Regions from separate parts of the Mus musculus genome. Here region 1 is linked to region 2. Evidence: chromatin contacts called from public Hi-C data. All regions are on one chromosome and are shown on one strand. The core of a region is the stretch at or near the end of the contact, and the rest is flanking DNA. Distances in the headings are between cores, read along the strand shown. Region 1 overlaps Zmiz1os1 (a long non-coding RNA gene). Region 2 has its middle 20 kb from the start of Gm41112.

The links. Hi-C and Micro-C count contacts between places; a contact is called where the count stands out from the background.
Region 1: a Hi-C map of uterus shows a contact between it and region 2, with 4 times the contacts expected there. The contact joins two enhancer-like sites. A contact is called at or near these places in 3 of 484 Hi-C or Micro-C datasets (hematopoietic stem and progenitor cells and uterus) and 1 of 9 other capture datasets (embryonic stem cells).

What each region holds. Positions count from the first base shown.
Region 1 is chr14:25,343,617-25,349,112 of GRCm38.p6, reverse strand. The region is part of intron 1 of Zmiz1os1 (a long non-coding RNA gene); the gene reads left to right. Among named protein-coding and RNA genes, the nearest start is that of Gm41113, 33 kb to the left of the region's middle. Within about 2 kb of position 2,937, at least 65 of the 459 cell types and tissues checked have an H3K27ac peak or open chromatin away from gene starts, as enhancers often do. A contact at or near this core is called in uterus, where this site is marked.
Region 2 is chr14:25,028,292-25,033,799 of GRCm38.p6, reverse strand. No RefSeq gene overlaps it. Among named protein-coding and RNA genes, the nearest start is that of Gm41112, 20 kb to the left of the region's middle. Within about 2 kb of position 1,334, at least 60 of the 459 cell types and tissues checked have an H3K27ac peak or open chromatin away from gene starts, as enhancers often do. A contact at or near this core is called in uterus, where this site is marked.

The sequences.
Region 1 (5,496 bases), core at 1,688-4,187, 310 kb before region 2:
GTCTTCATGTTTTTAAATCATGTGTATCTGTGTTCACAAGCAACAAAGAGATTTCTTCAGGTTTTAAACTTTCATATAATTGCTTTTCCTGCTGCATCTGTCATTTCACAACTTGGTTTGTTTTCATTCATTCTTATAATTCCATTGTATTTTTTATGTCTATTTCACTGGCTGGTTTTGTGTCAACTTGATACAAGCTAGAATCATCAGAGAGGAGGGAATCTAAATTAAGAAAATGACTCAGTAAGATCCGGCTGTAGGTAGACCTGTAGGGAATTTTAAAAAAATATTCATTTATTTATTTTATGTATATGAGTGCTCTGTTTTCACAGACACTAAAAGGCATCAAATCCCATTACAGATGGTTGTGAGCCATCATGTGGGTGCTGGGAATTGAACTCAGGATCTCTGGAAGAACAGTCAATGCTCTTAATCACTAAACCATTTCTCTATCCCCTCCCTGTAGGGAGTTTTCTTAGTGATAGATGAGGGAGTGCCCAAATCATTATAGGTGGTGCCATTTTTAGGATAATAGTTCTGAGTTCTATACGAAAGTAGGCCGAGTAAGCCATGTAGAGCAAGCCAGCAAGCAGCACCCCTTCATGGCCTCTGCATTAGCTCTTGCCTTCAGGTTCCTGCCCAGTCTGAGTTCCTGTCTTTGCTTCCTTCAATGATGAACAATGATATGGAAGTATGAGCTAAATAAGCCCTTTCCTCCCCCCAAGTTGCTTTGGCTGTGGTGTTTCATCATAGCGATAACAACCCTAACTATGACATCTATTTGTATAAAAGTACAATTGTGTGCTTTTACATAGGATCTTCTGTCTCTTCCTTTGGGTCAGCAGTTCTTTAATGGCAGAATGTTCATCTGTGTATAACGTTCTGCCATGTCAGGCAGGGTCTTTGAGGGTTGGCTGCATGGATCCTGGGTAATGTTTTGTGATGCCTGCAATGGCCAAACCTCAGGGCTCTAAGGTGGGTATCTGGGAGTGATAGAGACTTGGTCCTAGCTCTTAAAGAACATCACATTAACAGACAGATGAAGGGTCAACCTGGTGGTATGAATGAGGATCTGTGTGCATACATAGGAGGAAAAGGGTTGGGGGAGGGGAAAGGAGAGCAGACCATTCTTGGTAGAAGAACAGGACAATGGAGGCTGGAGGTGGAAAGCCATTTGTCCCTACTGCCTTGCTCAGGAAGTATCTACCCAAGGCATCCCGTCTCCTTTGGTAGGTGAAACTTCACACTCAATGCAGGCCCTTGAAACTCTGTCTCATTCACCCATGACACCTCCTCCTCCTCCTCCTCCTCCTCCTCCTCCTCATCCTCTTCCTCTTCCTCCTCCTTCCATAAAGCCAGCAGATATTTCCTGGACACCTATTATGTGCTGGACTCTGTACTTGTGTCTGGACAAAGCAGAGTCACCAGGAGACACTTCTTGTTCTTAGTATTAAGGGATGTGAGAAAGAACATCAGATGACAAACAGTCTCTTAGAAGGCTGTGTAAGGAGCTGGATAGGTTACGGACTCATAGGTAAGGTGGTCAGAGAGTGTCTCCAAGGAGATAGCCTAGAAGGCATTCCGTTCCTGTAACAAAACACCAGAGGCTGAGTAACAGAGAGATTTATTTAGCTTCGTTTCAGAGGCTGGAATTCTGAATCTGGTGATGTCTCTGGAGGGAGCCCTTACCATATCACAGCACAGATGGCATCATGGCGGGTGTGTGAGTGATGAGACAAATCGGGAAGCCAGCTATTTTTAGTGGGACTGGTTCTTTAAAGAGAACTGGCTCTTACAGGAATGAAGTGAGGTCCCAGGAGAGTTACCTTAATACCACCACAAGGCAGTGCCCCAGTGACCTCCCTCCCTCCTGCTCGATGCCACCTCTCAAAGGCCTACCATCCTTCATACCAGCACACTCAAGGACCAAAGTTTTATCATATAAACCACACTTGAACCATTGCAGGAGGGGACACTGAACCTTGAGATCTGAGTCTAAGGTCAGGGAAGGGTGTGTAGAAGTTAAGGACCTTGGCTTGTTCAAGGCTGTTGTTTTTGCTCAGAGTGGAGGGAGAGTGATGGCCCGGGGCCAGCAGTAGGATTGCATATGGCTTTGCAAGGCAGGAAAGGGGCTCAAGTTTTATTCCAACCAGATGAGGAGACTTCAGAGGGTTTTAAACAGACAATTGATGGGATCCAATTACTTTCCAAATTAATTGAAAGTAGGAGATTGTGAGTTGAAGTTGGAGGGGAGCCAGGTGACTCTGTACAGTTCAATTCCAGGTGGCTACAGCTTGGCCCTGTGGAGAGAGGGGCCTGAGATATGTCTCTAAGGTGGGAAGATGGGTCTGTTAGAAGAAGATATGGAGGCAGTCAGAGAAGGAGGGAGGGAGGGAGGGAGGGACGGGGCGGGGAGAGGAGAGAGAGGGAGAGAGAGAGAGACAGAGAGAGACAGAGAGATAGAGACAGAGAGAGGGAGAGGGGAGGGGGAGGGAGAGGGAGGGGGAGGGGGGAGAGAGGGAGAGGGAGAGAGAGAGAGAGAGAGAGAGAGAGAGAGAGAGAGAGAGAGAGAGAGAGGCAGGCATGTAAAGTGAGACTCTGATCTGATGGAGAGAGGTAGTCATTAGGACAGGACAGATGTGGGGTTGGGTGGGAAGGGTGATTTGACCCTGACCCCACTGATTTTGGACTGGCTATGAGACAGCCAAGTGGAACAACTAAACAGGTAAATTACCATTGCGTTGCTGGAAGGGTAAAAGTAGGGTCAATGCCAGATTGATCTGGGTCTGTTTCTTCCTTTTCTGCTTTCATGATGTAGCCAAGGTCATTGCAGCCTGAAGATATCACAGCCAGAGCCCAAGGCCTTCCCTGTGTGTGGTCTGTGGTGTCATGACATCCTGGAGGCCAGTGCCAGCCAGGGGCTGACGTCATCCATCATGTGTTTCTGTCCTCCCCTGTGTCAAGGGTGGGCATGGCTCCAAGCCACTGATTGTGAGAAGAGCTGAGCTCACCTTCCTAAGTACTCACAGTGCTTAGGACTAAGTACTGCAAGCAACCACAGGCCTGGAAAGTAAGAGTGGAGGCCCCTCACTTTACAAAGGGGAGTGAGGTACAGGACACCAAAACTGGATTCAGATAAGCAAGTTGAATACTTAGCTACTTCCTTTTACATCTATGTTCAGTCAGTAAATAGTTGCTCATTTTCTTATTCAGGGAGAGGGAAACTGAGGCCTTGTGTGTGAGCAGCTTCTAGCTGAAGTGTTTACAGTCCAAAGATCCAAGAAGCCAAAGCTCTGTTAAGTGGTTCTGGGGCCAAGGTTCCCTTGTCAGCTGTTTGTGACAAGCCTTTGACAATACAAACAGCAGTGGTCTGGGGAAGCAGAAGTATGGACAGAGACACACTGGCTGAGGACAGATTAGCTGGTGGTTGGGAAGGAGAGACCCTTGGTTATGTTAGACTTCTTCCTTGGGGGAGCTGCTTATAGGACAGGGGATGGTAGGGGCCTCTTCATGGGCTGGGCAGGCTTGGTCCCGGCTCTTCTGCTGACTGTAGACTGACTGTGTGCCTGGGGGCAGGTTTGCAGTAGCTATGACCCACGAACTAAGACTGGGTTAGAATGAAATCTTCAGTGAGTAAATAGCAAGTACCTACGGTGTGCCCTGCTGTAGCTCAGCCCTGCCATTAGTCAGTTTATTATTTAGTGACAGTGCAGGCAAACAAACACTGAACAGTCTGTATATTGTCTCTTCCTGGTGAGAGGGAACAGCAAACTTAGGCTTCCTCTGGAGGTATGTTAGCATTGCTGTGGAGGAGACGTGCTTTTTAAGATGGACCCTGAAATGGGGCCAGTGGGCAGGCAGGGGGGATGGCGTTGACGCAGGCTCAGAGGGAGGGAAGCAGTCACATCCACAGTAGAAAAGAACTTGATTTTTTTTTTAAAAAAAGGATTTAGTTAAGTTTTTTTTGTATGTACATGATTTGTCGGCATGCACGTGTGGGTGCACCTGTGTGCAGGTATGGGGTGTGCATGCTCACTGAACCTGGGCCTTTTCATCCTGACAGTCGAGCTGTTCAGTCTGCTCCTGCTAGTCTGTCCTGTATCTAGAGCCCTGGGGATCATAGGTAGGTCACTATGCATGCCAGGTTTTTATGTGGGTGCTGGGGTGCCAAATGCAGGTCCTCAAACTTACACAGGAAATGCTTTATCCATGAAATCTTCTCCCTGATATTTTTTAAATATTTTTATTACATATTTTCCTCAATTACATTTCCAATGCTATCCCAAAAGTCCCCCATACCCTCCCCCCCACTTCCCTACCCACCCATTCCCATTTTTTTGGCCCTGGCGTTCCCCTGTACTGGGGCATATAAAGTTTGCAAGTCCAATGGGCCTCTCTTTGCAGTGATGGCCGACTAGGCCATCTTTTGATACATATGCAGCTAATCTAGGTTAGGTTCACATAAAATGAAACAAGCCATCCAGGCACATAGATGAGCAGTGTTTTGGATAAGCTCACGCTTGCGTGACTGTGCCCTGTCCAGCCTCATTGCCGGGTTCCCACAAGTATCTGAGGTTTCCTTGTCTAAACTCCACGCGCCTCAGTCCTCGAAGGGGAAGTGTTTTGTGTGTGTCCTGACAACACACACTTGCTCACAGGCGGTGCTTGTTGTGTGCATAGAACTCACCTGGAGGGAGAAGTGATTATACCTATTGCATAAATGGGGATGCTGACCAAAACTGATGCCACATGTCCAAGGTCACGTGACTGGGGCAGAGACAAGACTGGCATGCAGGCTTCCAAAGATGCTTCTGCAGACCAACTGGGCCCTGCCGAAGAATCCAGATTCACAACAGGAGCCCAGGCATCCAGCTCTCAAAGCTTCCTAGACCCAGGATCTCACCAGCCTCTGGAGAGCAGACAGCCCAGTCTGGTCTGACTAAGGCCCCAGGCACAGTGATCTGGGGTCATGATACCCTCAAGGTGACATCTTTCATAGTGGCATCTGGTGGTGGGAGGGTGGGGGCAGCAGGGCAGACAGGTGGAGCAAGGAAATTAGACTCCGAGGCACAGGACAAAGGCCCCACTGCTGGTCTCCCCGGGCGAGCATTAGTCCTTGCCAACAAATGGACTACAGCTTCTCTCATTAACTTGTGGAATGGTGTGTAATAATAAAACGCCCCTTAAAGCTGGGACGGGACACAAATGACCGCTTTCTCAGGTCCTAATCAGGATCATTAACTGCATATGGAAAGGTTTTATAAACATTTGCTAAACTCCCGGGTTCACTGTGACCATGTCTTGGCTGTGAAGACACATACCCAGGGCTCAGGATTCCATGGGCTCTCTTCAGAGGCTTCTCTGTGCTGAGGAGCCCTCCCCACTTTTCTCCAAGCACCTTTTGTGGTCCACGGCAGAAGCTGTTCCTCCCCAGTCTTCCTTTATCCCTCATCCCACACTGTGCCATCATCCCTACCCACCGTTTCCCTCCACATT
Region 2 (5,508 bases), core at 85-2,584:
CAGTCTCCGGTATTTTGGTATAGCAACAACAAAGAGACAGACACAAGTGCTGCCCAGCTTCTGTTCCTGTGGAAGGGATGCGTGCAAGCTATTACAGTGTGGAGAGTTTGTCCCTATTCATGCAGGTACCATTTCTTCTTAATTATTATAACCTACCTCACAGCTTTCCAAATACCCACACATATGGAGTAACATAATCGCTGTGTGAGGACAATAGGTTCTAGTCTCCGGTCATGCGTATGACATGGGCTACGTCCCAAAGTGATCGTAGAATTGAGGTTCAAATGGCCAGCCCTTCTCCAGCATCCACAGCCCGTCCATTCTAGATCTGCTCAGTTGCTCCATGGCCACCTCTCTTTGGGTTATTCAGGTAGATACAAACATGTCCGGCCACCTTGGATCACCCAGAGAGAAGCTTGCAGCTGGGAACGAGGTTAGCTGATCTCTTAGTGTGACCTCCATCCTATCCCCATGTCATCTCCTGGGTGTTCTTGTCTCAGGGGCTCTGGCAGTTGTGAGATGAGGAGCTTACATCTCCTCTACCAACACTGAGGAGCCCACATTTTCTCTATGCAGCATGTGGCTTTTCCTCTAAGGTAGAAAGGAGCGGATGGAGGGACAAAATGAGACATCCTTCCTTACCTTTGAACTTGAAGTGTGTACATCTGCACCACATGGCCCTGTCTGAGTTCCCCAAACCACCAGGACTGAGCAGAGCAGGATGTGGGGTGGTGACGGGGTGACAGGGGACTGGGCCTCTTAGTGCTGGTGCTTGTACTGGTGTCCATGAGAGTTTTTCTAAGGGACAAGCAAGCCAATAGTCTACCCCACCCAAGATCACAGCAAGAGTGCTTAGGGACACTGCTCACCAAGAAATGCAGGATGGTGTTTGTCACAGAGTCCAGCCAATTGTAAAATCACCCACCTCGCATACCACTGTTCCCTCTCCTGCCAGCCCCACTGAGCACTTAAGAGCAAGTGGGGGCAGCAGCTCACCCTCTACCAGCTGAGACCCAGAATGCAATTAGACATGATGACCCAGACCAGTGTCCTAGAGACCCGGAGGCTAAGGACTTAGGAGTCTAAAGAGGAATAGCATGTGCTGGCTGGAGTATCACTGGGAAATTGTTGCTGGCATACAGAGCCTTGTCTTTATAATCTACCACATCTGGGCTTGGGGGGAGAACCCCACCAGATGTTCAGAAAGCAGTTTTCCTCATTCTTTATAAAGCACAACAATGTATTGTGGTCAAATGCAAATGTGTGTGTGTGTTCAAAGCATGTGCTCTTGGTGTTTAAAGGATGTTGCATCCTATATGATGACACTTAGGGCCATAAATCACACCCACAGTGGGGCAGGGTGGAGGACAAGACAACTGTGCTCCTCCCTGCTCCCTCTGCTGTCTCGGTGCCCGTGATTTCTCTGCCTCTTTCCAAGCTGCATCATGTTGGAATCTTCAATAAGCCGAATCCAGGAGTGCCCTTCCTACACCCCATCTGCTGGGAACAGGCTTCAAGTCTCTCCCTGCTTCAGAGCACGGATCAGGCACAGCCCAGGGCATGATTTGTTTTCTCTACGTGTAGTGCCTTCAACAGTGGTTAATTTATAAATTAGGCACCATGAAAGATGAGGCACAACAACTGGTAACAAAACGGAGCAGTTGTAACAATATATTGTAGCGAGTTATGTGAGTGAGCTGCCTCTCTTTTGCTCCCTCTCAAACTATTTTTTTAATGCGGCATTTAAGCACAAGCCCTCATATGGCAATTGACCTGAGAACTAAGAAGACCATGAAATGACTAATGGGTGGATAGTGGATGTAACATGTATTCACCGGCTGTAGGAATGATTCATAACTGGGCAAAGCAGAGTCGGGCAATATAAGATTTCATCATGCTACTCCGAATGGCACAGAATACATTAAAAAGCCTGTGTGCAGTCTCTTTCTGTAATTTTTTTTATTTAGCATTTTCAGATTGTGATTGGCCAACCGCAAGTTTACTTGTCAAGACAAGGGAAGCCATAGACAGCAGGCTCTACTGTACTCAGGTTGGAATCTTAGCTCAGCCGCCTGGCATCTGGGTGACCTTGGGTAAACTACCTACAGGCCATCCCTCTATGTCTTCCTTCCTTTTCAGGATGAGCAGCACGGGCCTGCCTGTAGGGCCCCACTCCTGGCTCATTCCGAAGGTGGGAAGATGCGGGAGAGGTATGTCCAGCTGACTTACTTGAGATAGGCGTTGTTCTCAGATGACCTTCATTGTCATGAGGGAAATAGTTGACTGCTTTTCCCAGAAATCTGAGTCCACTGGGACACCACCATCCTGCCTCAAACCCTCAAGTAGTCCTGTTACCCGAAGGACAGAGTCCCTGGGGGCTGAAGGAGACATGGGGCCACATCCCACAAAGCCATCTGGGCCTCCTTCCCACTGTGCTCTGGAAGATGCTCGCCCACCTCCTCCCATGCCGGGATCACATGGCCTGACCTGGAGTCTGTGAGCAAGGCTGTACTATCTGTTCTCCTCCATTTGATACTCACTCATCTTCTAAGCCCAGCGGAAGTCCCGGATACGTGTCAGCTCCGCTGGCTGCCTTCTGTGCTCCAGGTGAAGTTGCTGCCGTTTCTGCTCCTTGTGCAGTCTATCTGCCCTTGCCTCTATTTACCCTCTGTGCCTGACACACACCAGAGAATCCTTTTGTACAATGACACCTGGTGGTTGAATTTGGGATCCCTTATGTATCCTCTATGTCGTGTGTGTGTGTGTGTGTGTGTGTGTGTGTGTGTGTGTGTGCATGTGTATGTGTGTGTATGTATGCATGCTTGTGTGTGTGTGTGCATGTGCCTGTGCCTGTGTTTGTACATGTCTGTGTGTGTGTATGCCTGTGCATGCTTGGGTGTGCCTGTGTATATGTGCATGTGTGTGCAATGTGCATGTGTGTGAGTGTGTGTGTCTGTGTGAGTGTGTGTGTGTGTGTGTGTGTGTGTGTGTGCATGAGTGTGTGTGTGTGTGTGTGTGTGTGTAGGGGTGGTATTGGGTGGTAGTGGCCAGCATGCAGAGTGTCAGAACCAGTAGCTCATGCTGGGAACCCATCCTAGGGGAGAGACTCACCTGCATGGCATCCAGCATCCGGTGCTCCTGAGTGCAATCCTTGAACTTGGGCTGAACTCTGCCCAGGAGCATCACCCTGGGAAAAGAAACTGCATTTGCATTGATCCCCTGCAAAGCCATTCTCTTTAGGATCATATATTGTTCCTTCTTGACATGGAACCTGGGTAACAGCAGTGCCCTCCCTCCCTCCTTGCTTGCTATGTAAATATGGGGCTCCTTGAAGGATATTTATTGGCCTGCAGAAAAGATGCGGGGGAATTCTGCTCTCTAGGTGAGTGATAAAAAGAGCAGCCAGCGGATGTGTTCACCAGCTTATTTACCACAAATCTCTTATTTATGGCCTCATAACCTTCTGATGGCCTGGTTCCCCTCCCCATCCACCTGCTTTTCTTCCCAGATGGAGAAATGTGCTGAGCTGAGGACTATTTGTCCAAGGTTCCTTTCTGCTTCTAGTTTCGACAGCTGGAGCCAGACCGATTGATTTCCCTGGGACTACGTGGATGCTGATGAGGGCTGGGGCATGATTTTCTTGCTGCAGAATGTGGCATAATATGGTCGGACAGATGGTGTTTGGGGTCCAGCCTATACTGAGCACCCTCTGGCTGGGTCCTGTGCAGGCCACATACTTGCTTTAGTCAGTTCTCAGCAGTCCCATGAGGATGCGATGTGTCCCCAAACCAAACTCATTATAGACTTAAGACCCCCCCCCCATTATGTAGCCAGTAGAACTGTACCACCACTTATATACCCTTACCTGGGCAGCCTCCTAGGGTCTCTTGCTCATGCAACAGGAAGCTGAAGCTCTGTTGATAACATCCCCTTACACCCCCTAAGTTGTATGCCAGTGTGGCCTTTGTCCAGGCCAGCTCCTACAATCCTAGTCTGATACTGCTGCCACACGGGCATTCTGAGCTCCTGTGTTTAGTTCTTGATCCATTCTTGCCCATGGGTTCCTGAGCAGACTTTCCAAGCTCATGCTGGCCAGGTTACTCACTGCTGGGTTATTTAGACAAACCCTTGACCACAGTACTTAGACTTCTGGGGGGAAGCAGAGTGTTGTCTTTGAAGAGCAGACCTATCGTGGAGTCAGCCGTCAGTAGTCCTGAATGACTGCTGGATCCCATGTGGCTCTCTACCTCCTCCTGGTTGGTAGCCTCTCAGTCTAGCTGTTGCTTACTTCTCTTGAATGCCTTCTACCTTTCTCCCTTCTTACCCCCAGCCTCTCTCTTGACCTCAAGGCTCCTTTCCTAAGTCACCTCCTTTTGCATCTTCAAGACAACTTTCTTGAAAGTTGGGCCAGACGCCTGTTTTACTTTCTTTAGGTCAATGAAACAGAGAGCCACAAATCCATGTAGGTTAAATAACAGAGATTTATCTTTCTACCATCCAGGAGGCACAAAGGGTGAGTCCAAGGTATTGAGCATTTTGGCTCTCTGGTGGCTATGAGATAGTTTGCATACCCATCTCCCTCCTAGCTTGCTGGCACTGCATTCCTACACCAGCCTCTGATGTCCTAGGGCCGGTCTTCGCCCTGATTCTGTTTCCCCTACTCTATCTCTTATAAGTACATATATCACTGGATACTGCAGAATGACTTTATCTAAATAATCCTCATGTTAACTGCACCTACAAAGATCCTCTCTCTAAATGCGACCAAGTAAGGTGACGTTCATGGTACTAGGCATACATCTGGGGACCGTGCCTCTCTTCTGTACCACACATCAGAAGGGCACTCACTCTTGGTTTCTTTCTCAGCATGAAGGCCATGGTCTGACTCCCTAGCATTGAGCTCTGGTGAGCTGGCACAGGACTTGTCTGCCCCAGCACTTGTCACTGTATGGCTCATGGACAAACATAACTAACAAAAGGACAGTGTATGCATTGGATGTTTCTTTCTCTTTGTACCAAAAAACCAGCCCAAGAGGAAAGCAAGGTGGGCCTAAGGCTGTGAAATAGATTGTGGTGATAGAAATTGGTTACTGCTATTTTGGTAAATGCTTAGGGATTCTGTGGAACATGTTTTTAAAGACTCCGCTGTGCCAAGACTGACCAGCTAGAGGGACACCATTGTGCCAGGTGGATATAGTTCCTTGAAAGATCCAGTAGGGACTTGCTTTTTGCCCATTATCTTCAGATTCCAGGGAGAGGGACATTCATGCTTGCTGGTCATGCCTTCATGTAAGCCCTAGGTATAAATACTTACCACATTTCACAGGAGAGGCATGTGGGGGTTCAGGAATACAAAAGACACAGATTACAATGAGCATAAAACAGGGCAACTAGTCATATCTAGACCCCTGACATGTTCTTTCCCTCTGAGGAGCCTCTGTTGGGAAGAGCAGTTTGTTTTGGAAGTTTCTGACTAGGCAGTTAGTTCGGACTTTCCTCTCAGCGTGT